Linked DNA regions of Xenopus laevis: region 1 is linked to region 2. The links are chromatin contacts, called in public Hi-C maps. All regions are on one chromosome and are shown on one strand. Each heading gives the region's core, a stretch centred on a gene start, on an enhancer-like site or on the middle of the called end of the contact. The rest is flanking DNA. Distances are from core to core; before and after follow the strand shown.

Region 1 (4,984 bases), core at 665-3,164, 48 kb after region 2:
GATTATTTTATTCCCCTTTACCTCAGCATGATTCTTCTTCAGGAAGGTCAGTTCCTCGTTCAGATTTTGTCGCTGTATTTCTTGGTCATTGTTGCCCAGGTTGAGTTCCTCCAGGACTCGGCGAAGGCCATTCATATCTCCCTCAACCCCCATGCGGAAAGCAGCTTCACTTTCAAATCTATGAGAACATTTCAGCTCAGAGGAGTAATCAATGTTAAAAATGTCTTCTGCTTAGATTTGGAAATGTGGGGAACTGCTTTGTTTTATCAATAAAATGTTTGTTTTATTGGCATTTGGGTTTGCAACAATATTCTGAAAGTTATGAAGGAATGAGTGTTCCCAAAGAAGGAGCTAGGGCTTTCTGGGAACCCCATCGATGTATTTGTATACTTTCAGTTCCTATCATCAACATAAACAGTACATACTTGCCGCGCTAGGTGGTGTGAAGGCTTAGAGAAAAGTATAATTTTGACCATTTTTATGTACAAAGAGTCCAAAAAGTTAAATAGAGGTATGGAGATTGGCTAGTGAAGATGAGTTTCTTTACTACCATCCCTTTTAAAAAAAATCACCCGGACATGATGACTCCCATCTCTTGGTTTCAAGTCATATCTAGAAAACATCTATGTGAATAGGTATTATACCCCTTATAACTATGCCGTAAGACAAGAAAGTTGAGGATTGCTCTCCTTACAAAAAAAAGAATTGGATAACTTTTAAACATATGAAATAGTACAAATACATTGGAAGATGTAGGAACATCAGTGTGTCTTTTAGGAATATTTACCTTAAACAGCAAAGTCAATTCATATACCATAATATGGTGTTATAATAGAATGCAGTAAAAAAGACTTACTTGTTTCTGAAATCATCAGAGGTCAGTCTGGCATTATCAATCTGCAGGATTAGGTTGCCATTTCCAGAACTTGCATTTAGAATCTGGAATAAGTAAAAGTGTGGTGACACAAAACATGAGATTTCTGTTTGTACAGATATGAAATATATTATCTGCTTCAGATTTTCAGATATGGGCTCTTTCCATAATGTTTATACTATTTTATCTGAGATGCAATCAGACACAGGGTATTGGCTTGTTATGAATTAGCGAAGATAAATTAGTCATAGTGAAGAATTTTTGGTTTAAATAGAATTCTATGGGTAGTTGCATTGCCGTATTTCAATGCTTTTGGGATAATGGACCCAATACCAGTACAATTTAATATCATCATGTTCCAGTTTAGGTAATTAGGAAATTATCGAAAGCCAATGTCACTTTAGTTGGAAATGGTAGGGTGCAGGAAAGGATAGACTAAAGAGAAAGGCACAGCATAAAGTACAAATGTTTAGGCACTGGCACAACAATCAAAGAGCTTCCATGCACTTATATAGTTTAAAACTTCTGAGTACCACACATAAACGTTGTCTAATAATATGCTGAATTCCCTACCATAAACTAATGTTAGGAAAGGTTTATGATAAAGTACCTTATTCTGAAGTTCTTCAATGGTCCTGAAATAGTTGTTGAAATCAGGAAAGGAGTATGGAACCTGTCTGTCATACCATTCTCTAATCTTCCTCTCAAGCTGGCCGTTTTCCTCTTCCAAAGAGCGGACTCTGCCTAGATAGTTTGCCAGTCGGTCATTCAGTTGTTGCATGGTTTCTTTCTCGCAGACATTCAGCATGCCTTCGTTTTTACCACCAATGCTTCCACCACCGATGCCACAATACCCTCCTAAGGAACTTCTGAGGCCTCCATAGCCTCTGCCTCCATGCATGCTAACACCACAGCAGCTGGACCCAGATGAAAATCTATGACTTTGCTTGACACTCATGGTGACTAGAAACCTCTAGGTTTGATGTATCCAACCAATTGCTCTTGCAACTCATCAGCTTGCCTTATGCCTTTTTATACACAGCTTTGGGTGTTGACAGTCTACAGTCTTGCTTGATAAGAAAACACGTAATATGCAGTTTTTGTATTAAAAGCCATAAAGCACTACCTATAAAATGTACCATTTTGTGTTACTAGTTGGGTTTCTGAGTATACTATTTTCTTTCTTTTATAAAAACTGACGCACACTCTTTTACATTTTACAGTACATTATTCTTTTGGAATCTGCACACAAAGGCAATATTTAACCTACTCCTGAATATAATTATAGGGGATTGCTAGCCTTATATTATTTTATTTTTTTGCTGGGTTTGAAAAAAACATGTATCATAAAACCTTTTATATGACCCTGCAAAGTAAATTTTATTGTTTGGAGGTTTCAACTCCCAAAAGCTTGTCTGTATTTAAAATGATGCATGCTGTAATTAGTGGATTTATTTTACCATGACTGATAGCATAGGAAATACAAATACCTGTGGTGTTACTTCCCCTCGATTGTACATATCTATATTATTTGTGTAAATGTGCAGGGCCTGACTTTCTTTCATTATAACAAAGTTGAACTGATGCAAACCATGCATTCAATAATTTTCTTCTGTTTTAGTGTAATATCAATACTTTTTAATGACAGCCCATACCAATTTGAGTTTACCTCAGGTTCATGCTTTAAAATAAATGCAAAATGCTTCTGAGAAAACGTTGAGTCATGCACATCAAAATGTTTAGACCAAGGTTTCTTTCCAATTATGAAGCAGAAAAAGTAAGAAACCAGTGTGTTAGCAGAAATGTGGCATATTATACTTATTATGACTAGTTTTCCAGCTTTTATAGGCTTCCCACAAAATGACATTGCACAGGGCATGAGACGAAACTGCCATATGAATGACAAATGCCCCACAGTGTTGGCTATTGAAACAAAAATACTCTTAATGAATAAATGAAAGATATTGCCTTCCTAAAGTAAGTATTTAAAAAAAAACCCTGTGTACTTCATTTGTATTTGAAAAGTAAATGACTTGCACTTCATTGATTGAAAACAGATTAACATTTGTTGTTGCAATTGTGCTACTTTTTCAGTTGATCTAGTATCCATAACCTGGTCTTCTAAGGCCCACCAGGTAACCTGACTCTCTAGACTCACTCAAACAATTATTTATTATAGATAGCGCCAAACGGTAAATGTTTTTATATTATCCAAGGACCGTTTGCTGGGAATTCTCCTACACTGTGGTCCATGGAGAGAACCACTGGTACTCCTGTAGGCCTGACCAATGCTGCCTGCAGTAGATTAAAGCTACAATCTGATCATGTAGAAAAGAAAGTCATTTGTCTAACAGATCCCATTGGTTAATTACAGTTATCGAAAAATGTTTATAATCAATTAAAAAAAGGTATATACCAGCTCACGTTTTCTAGAATTCTGTAATTATTTTACATACACAGACATGGGACATATCAAGTCATACTCGTGTGACGAGACTATGGTGCGCTTTAGGGAGGACAGTAGCATTTCTATTAAGAGAATAGGAGGGATTATAATTAAATAAATATATATATATATATATATATATATATATATATATATATATATATATATATATGGCAGGTGGATTGGGGGGTCTGAATTCCCTACCCTTTTATTATGCTTGCCTGCCTAAGGCAGAACGGTAAGCAGCTGCTAACTGAGCAAGAGCATTGGATCACCATTCATTCCTTGTAAATAATGTATGTAACATGCACAATATGTATGTTCACTTTTAGTAAAGTTTCATTTTTCATTGTAAATTTGAAAAAACAACTTTCACTGTATATTTATATAAGCATTTCCCAGCTACAGCACATCTTCACCTTTTACTTATGGTAGGGTTACATTATCTCCCCTTTTGGACTGGGTTTTGCAAATAATTTCCAATTCACATTAACTGCATAGAGATACATATATACATGGCTGCATTCGTAGCACTGCTAATACATGTATTTTAAACAATGCTGGGAATGTATTTGGATTTATGGAGGGTGTTGCCCTGAAATTTCCTTTACAAGTATCACTTCCTGCTTCCTGCGCTTTTGTCATGCCAGCAATTTCCAGGGAATATTGCCATCTCTTCCCCAGAGCAGTCATTTCTACATTAAATACCCTACAATAGTCCCAGGCTACCTCGTCTTGTTGCATTTTTATAGTACTCAGCTAAGAAGTACTCTCCATATACCCAAATCAGCCTATAACATAGTAGTTTAAACCAACTAAGTACTGAATTGTGTATTGTTTGGAAGCCCTCGCAGGACATAATTTGTATCCAAATCAGATTTTTTTTGTAATGTGTCATACTTTATGCTTGTGTCAAGAGCATGGATTTAAGTCAAGTGTACTTAATGAAATGGGTTCATAGCTTAGCAGGGATATGGAACTGTAGAGCTTCTGTCTTCATTTGTGACAGGGGAGAAAAGGAAGTTTTCCTAAGAAGCTAGCCACATGAGTTGGTGAGAGTTATAATTTTACCCAAGTCTAACCTACCATATCAGCTGACCAAAATTCCTTACGTAAGTTAGAGGGGAAAATCAAAAGGAAATACATGTCCATTCACCTATTTCCATTTGACTGCAAGATTACCCATGGGAGACCCAAAGCAGCCCATATAGGTGCAGCATGAAGGCCATTCAGAACTATTATTTAATCCTCTATATATTCACTGCAGCCAAGACCAAAGGCAATTTAAAGTGAGATTTTAATAGTATATTCTGCCCTTAATATTATAGTAACTGTAGCAGTTAACAACTACTTTTTTTCTTTTAGGGTCAGAATTAAAACATCATAGTCCCAAAACATCATAGTCAAATGTATATCAAAAAATAATTAAAAAACAAATTGCAAAACCAAGAAAAATGTACAGACAGTGAGACAATGAAATGTTGCATTGATACCCTTTACAAGTCTCTTATATTTAGCATTTTATTGCTTTCAAGTTTGTTTCAGATTTGTCAAGTTGCCTCCTCTATGTTGCAGTATGTATATCAGCTGCTTCACACACATTATGCCTGTCAAGCTGCCAACAGCTACATAAATCTTTCTACTGTTGATGTTGTTTTAGGGCA
Region 2 (4,537 bases), core at 974-3,473:
GAAAAGGATGAAAGACGATGAGAAAAAGAAAAAGAACAAGAAAAGGATGAAAGTAGATGAGAAAAAGAAAGATGATGAGAAAAAGAAAGATGATGAGAAAAGGACAGAGAATTCCCTAGAAAAGAAGGAGTTGTCACTTTTGTTTCGATTGAGAATATACTGTAACAAAGTTTTGCAGGACTGGTTCAGGTCTGGTTTGCAGATTTGGGACAGATTATCTCCACAGATGCACAATGGCAGCAATTGTCAAGACTGTTTGAAAAGATTAAAAAACAGAAAGAAGAAAGATGCTCAGAAATCTCTGAAGCATCAGGAACCATCTCATGCCGGGGTCTCTTCTGCTAACAACAGAAGTAAAGCCATGTCCTGTATATGTAACTTAGCTACAATCTTGGCATTATATTTCTTTTGGAAGAAAAAATAAAAGACCAAAAACCGGCATGGCAGGTGGGGGGCCCCAGTGCAAATTTCTCACTAGGGCCCACAGATCTACAATATTGCCACTGCCCCCAACATCAGCAAATCCATCAGATTGTAAAGTGCATTTGTGTAATGAAGAAGACACATTACTGATTCCAGATGGATCTGCATGGGAAGATTCATGTTTACAGTAAGGATCCCAGAGAAGGAATCCGTTTTATATCTTTATTTTTATATATAAAGAAATGTATATTTTATATTTGTATGTATATTTTTATAACTAATAAAACAAAACCAATAACATTGTGTTATTAATGAGAATTCTGTAAATGTGTGAAGATTGTTCCAGTTCATTCCCATTGTCCACAAAACTGGGAATTGATTAGAGTGCAAGCTGCATTGAGGCAGGGTCTGATCTAGGATGATGAGTAGTCTTAGTAAAATGGCCTGAAACCTCTTGGTGGTATTTAAGGAAAGAATACTAGAAATTCTGAATAATAATTCCATGGGGCAAATTCATTAATGGACGAATTTTCACCAGCGAACGATCCGCCACTTTGCCAGACAAAATTTTGCTACCACTGCGCTAATTCACTCAAATGCGAAGTTGCGTCTGGGCAGGTGAACGCTGGCGAAGGTCAGTTTGTATAGGGCGGGTACATATAGGTCGTAGGGACGTCTTTATTAGAGATGATAAATAAATTGCCACTTATTATTACAAATGTCCAAGGAAGCAAAATAAAGACAAAAGAGAACATCTCATTTCCTAAATATGAGCCCACCCTAAAACAAATGTGGCATGCCTCTGAAACGGTTGGGAAAAAAATGTGAACACAAAAATCTTTAATAGGACTTTATAAATAAAAAATCCGCTTTATAAATAAAAAAAACTCCAGCGTTTTTATGCGTTTCTGGCATCCTATCAGTTCACCTGGTCTGAGGTGTGAAGGAAACTCTGGAGAAAGAGGTAACAAATTTGCACTTCTTCCGAGTGAAAAATAGGGTGTGAAGCTGATGTAGCAACAGTCTACTTCGCTGCAGTCTATATACTGTACATTAAGGGACCCAGGACCAGCAGCACACTATTAGTAATATGAAACCTGATTTTCATTCACCAGCATGACACCCTTGAGCCTTATGGATAGTAACCTGAGACCTGTATATTAACCTGAGACTTTCATACGATAGTCCTTTTAGGTGTCATGTATTTTAGGTCCCCTCAAAGTTAGTTCTGGGGAGAATAGATGGTTAAGGAATGCCAAGGGGGTTTCAAACATGGTCCAGTAATCCCCTTTATAACTCTAATATACCTTCACCAACCTGAAGCCATACAGAAAGTAACCCCCACACAATATACAAGATTCCTGTACAATACAACAATTAAACTGAGATCTACAAATGTGTCTATGATACATCTACAATGTGTAGTAACCTGCAATGTATAGTAACCTGCAAGTTGTCTTCTGGAGAAAGATCTGGTTGACCTAAGGGCTCATGAGCGGAGTTGCAGTAAGGGATATTCTATCCTTACTATGTGAACTATGTTTTGGCTGTAGAGATTTTTCCATTGGTTTTTCTATTTATTTGGCTACATAAGTTACTGAGTATAAGGCTGAATACTCAGGTTTTAGTTGAGTTGAAATGTGGGGGTGCTCAGTGTCTACCCATATGTCCATAAAGCTGGTGCTAAAACATGGCTTTTGGAAACTCTCGGACATTGCTTTCATAATCAAGCAAAAGAGTCCTGCAGTTTGCTCATCCATCCCTAGGAGGAGACCTCAGTTAGGTAAAAAGCCTCTCTTGATGAAACCATAAACAGATCCTGCTCACAAATGAGTCAGTACAATTGGAATGTAAGGGCTCAGATCATGAACTCTCTAGTTCAATGCATGGATTTTAGGGAGATTTATTAGACCATGGCACTGTTACATTCACCTCTGCCTTTTGGAATGTTTAGGATTCCAAAGTTGTAGTGTGCATCTATGAAATCCTACCAACCCCCATGTTATTTATAGTGGGATTCAAGCGAAGGTGGATCAAGGGAGGACAAACGGAGGAGCAAATGTATAATCCACTACACTAATGTAAAATCATTTTTTTTGCACTTTGCACTCTGTCCGTGCGCAGGCAGGAACTGGAAGAATTAACCCTTGCTACGCTAAGAAAGCGGTGTTGCAATCGGGGTATCGACCCTGAAGGGAAGAAAAAGACAGAAATCATTGCTTTACTACTACCACTCCTACCTTCAGATGCAGAGACTGTTACATCTGAGGGTGCAGTTGCTAGGGGAACCCGAAATGGTCCAGGGGCCACCCATTAATCCTACCCTGGATCGGGTTGGAGAGATGTTTAAACAAAGGCTGGAGTTATTCAGTGAGGAGCTTAATGATGGAGCTGATGAGGATGGAACAGGAGGAGGAGGTAGCCCGTGAAAGATCTAATTTAGGGGAGCAGAGCAGGCTATCAGTGTCTTCAGTGGAGAGTCAGGCCTGAGACATTCTAAAGTTAGCCACGGCTTTCCCTACCTTTCAAGAAGGGCAGGACAGCATTGATGCCTTTCTAGAGACATTTGAGATTATGCGCGGGGCCCACGACATCACAGAAGAGGATTGGCCCCGTATCCTGTCTGGCAAACTAACAGGAAGGGCCAGCGCCACATTCTGGGCTATGAGGAGATTAAAGGAAATCTATACCCCCCAAACAATGTAGGTCTCTATAAAAAGATATTGCATAAAACAGCTCATATGTAAAACTCTGCTTCGTGTAAATAAACCATTTTCAAAAGATTATAATTTTCAAGTAGTATGTGTCATTGGGTAAGCCTAAATAGAAAATTGCCATTTTAAAAAATAAGGGCCGCCCCCTAGGATCGTAGGATTCACGGTACACACAAACAAACCACACAGTTAGGTCACATGAGCCAATTAACAATTAAGTTTGGAAATAAATTGTCAAGGGCCCTTGACCAGTGGATTAAAGGGACTAGGGCCGAAACCATGAAGGATTTAAGGCAATTATGCCTTTTTGGAGAGGTGCCCCCTAGGAGTTCAGGAGTGAGTTATGGACCATGAGCCACATACGGTAGAAGAAGCTGCCCAGTTGGCCGACAAGTATACAGAGACCAGGACCCCCACCAAGAGGGCAACCCAAGCACAAAGTACAACAGGTGCCAAGGCTAGAGAGTTACCAGGCTCTCAACAACGTTCCTCTATCACCACTTCCACACCCCGCCAACCGCTACCAGGGGCTGGGTCACTTTCAAGCTACTTGCCCTCTTAAAAGAAGGGTTGCTTGTTCTGCAGGGCCCCCTAAATTGACTCCTGCTTGACCCGTTGCCACTATTCAGAAGGAGAGCACAGAGTGTGACCCGGTCCAAATCAACCTCAGTGAGACCCCTGAATTTGCGGTAATGCAGATTCATTGGGCAGATCAGTTAAAGAGAAGATGTCATGTGGTGTCAGTGAAAGTAGATGGAAACCGTGTAGAAGGTTTTCTGGATTCTGGTGCCTTTTATAACTTTGGCAGAGCCTCATGTGATCACACTCAATCGCATTGTTCTTGGGAAAATGGCCCGGGTGATCCTGGCTGGAGGACACATGAGAGAGGTTCCAATTGCACAAGTGACTCTGGACTGGGGAGAAGGAGGTAAGCGGGCAGACAGATGTGACCATTTTGACATAGGAGACTGGCAGGATTTTAGGGCTGAACAAGCAGCATACCCTACACTGCAGACATTATGAGATAGAACTCTCCCTGGAATGGAGGGCTCTGATGCAGGGGAACAAATAGTGCAAGAGAATGGAATGTATTATAGAGTCCTCAAAAACTCTAGGGGGCGACAAAGGGAAGCATGCCGTCAGTTGTTGGTGCCATCCCTAATTCCCCTTTTGTAATATGTCATCTCCCCCCCCAATTCTGTAGTAGTTCCACTTACCTGAATCCTGAACGGAAATAACTGCCATCCATACCTGAGCCCTCAAGTTATCTTCCCTGGCAACTTTCATCCAATCAGAGCTTCCCTGGGAGTGATGTCATACTGAGCTAAGTCATGGCATCGCAGGCACTGGCAGCCAATCACATGCTCAGGTACATATGTGACATGTGACCAGTCAAACTT

Evidence for each region. A called contact is a pair of places that touch in the nucleus more often than the background predicts.
Region 1: a contact with region 2 is called in a Hi-C map of the XTC cell line, with 2.7 times the contacts expected there. The contact joins the promoter of krt34.L here to the enhancer-like site in region 2. A contact is called at or near these places in 3 of 4 Hi-C or Micro-C datasets (the XL177 cell line, the XTC cell line and animal cap).

The regions. Positions count from the first base shown.
Region 1 is chr9_10L:1,156,847-1,161,830 of Xenopus_laevis_v10.1, forward strand. It overlaps krt34.L (keratin, type I cytoskeletal 19), which reads right to left and starts at 1,915. Exons shown (of 7, transcript XM_041577496.1): 1 at 1,485-1,915; 2 at 857-939; 3 at 22-178. The coding sequence starts at 1,832.
Region 2 is chr9_10L:1,108,903-1,113,439 of Xenopus_laevis_v10.1, forward strand. No RefSeq gene overlaps it. Among protein-coding and RNA genes, the nearest start is that of krt9.1.L, 13 kb to the left of the region's middle. Within about 2 kb of position 2,224, at least 1 of the 7 cell types and tissues checked has an H3K27ac peak or open chromatin away from gene starts, as enhancers often do.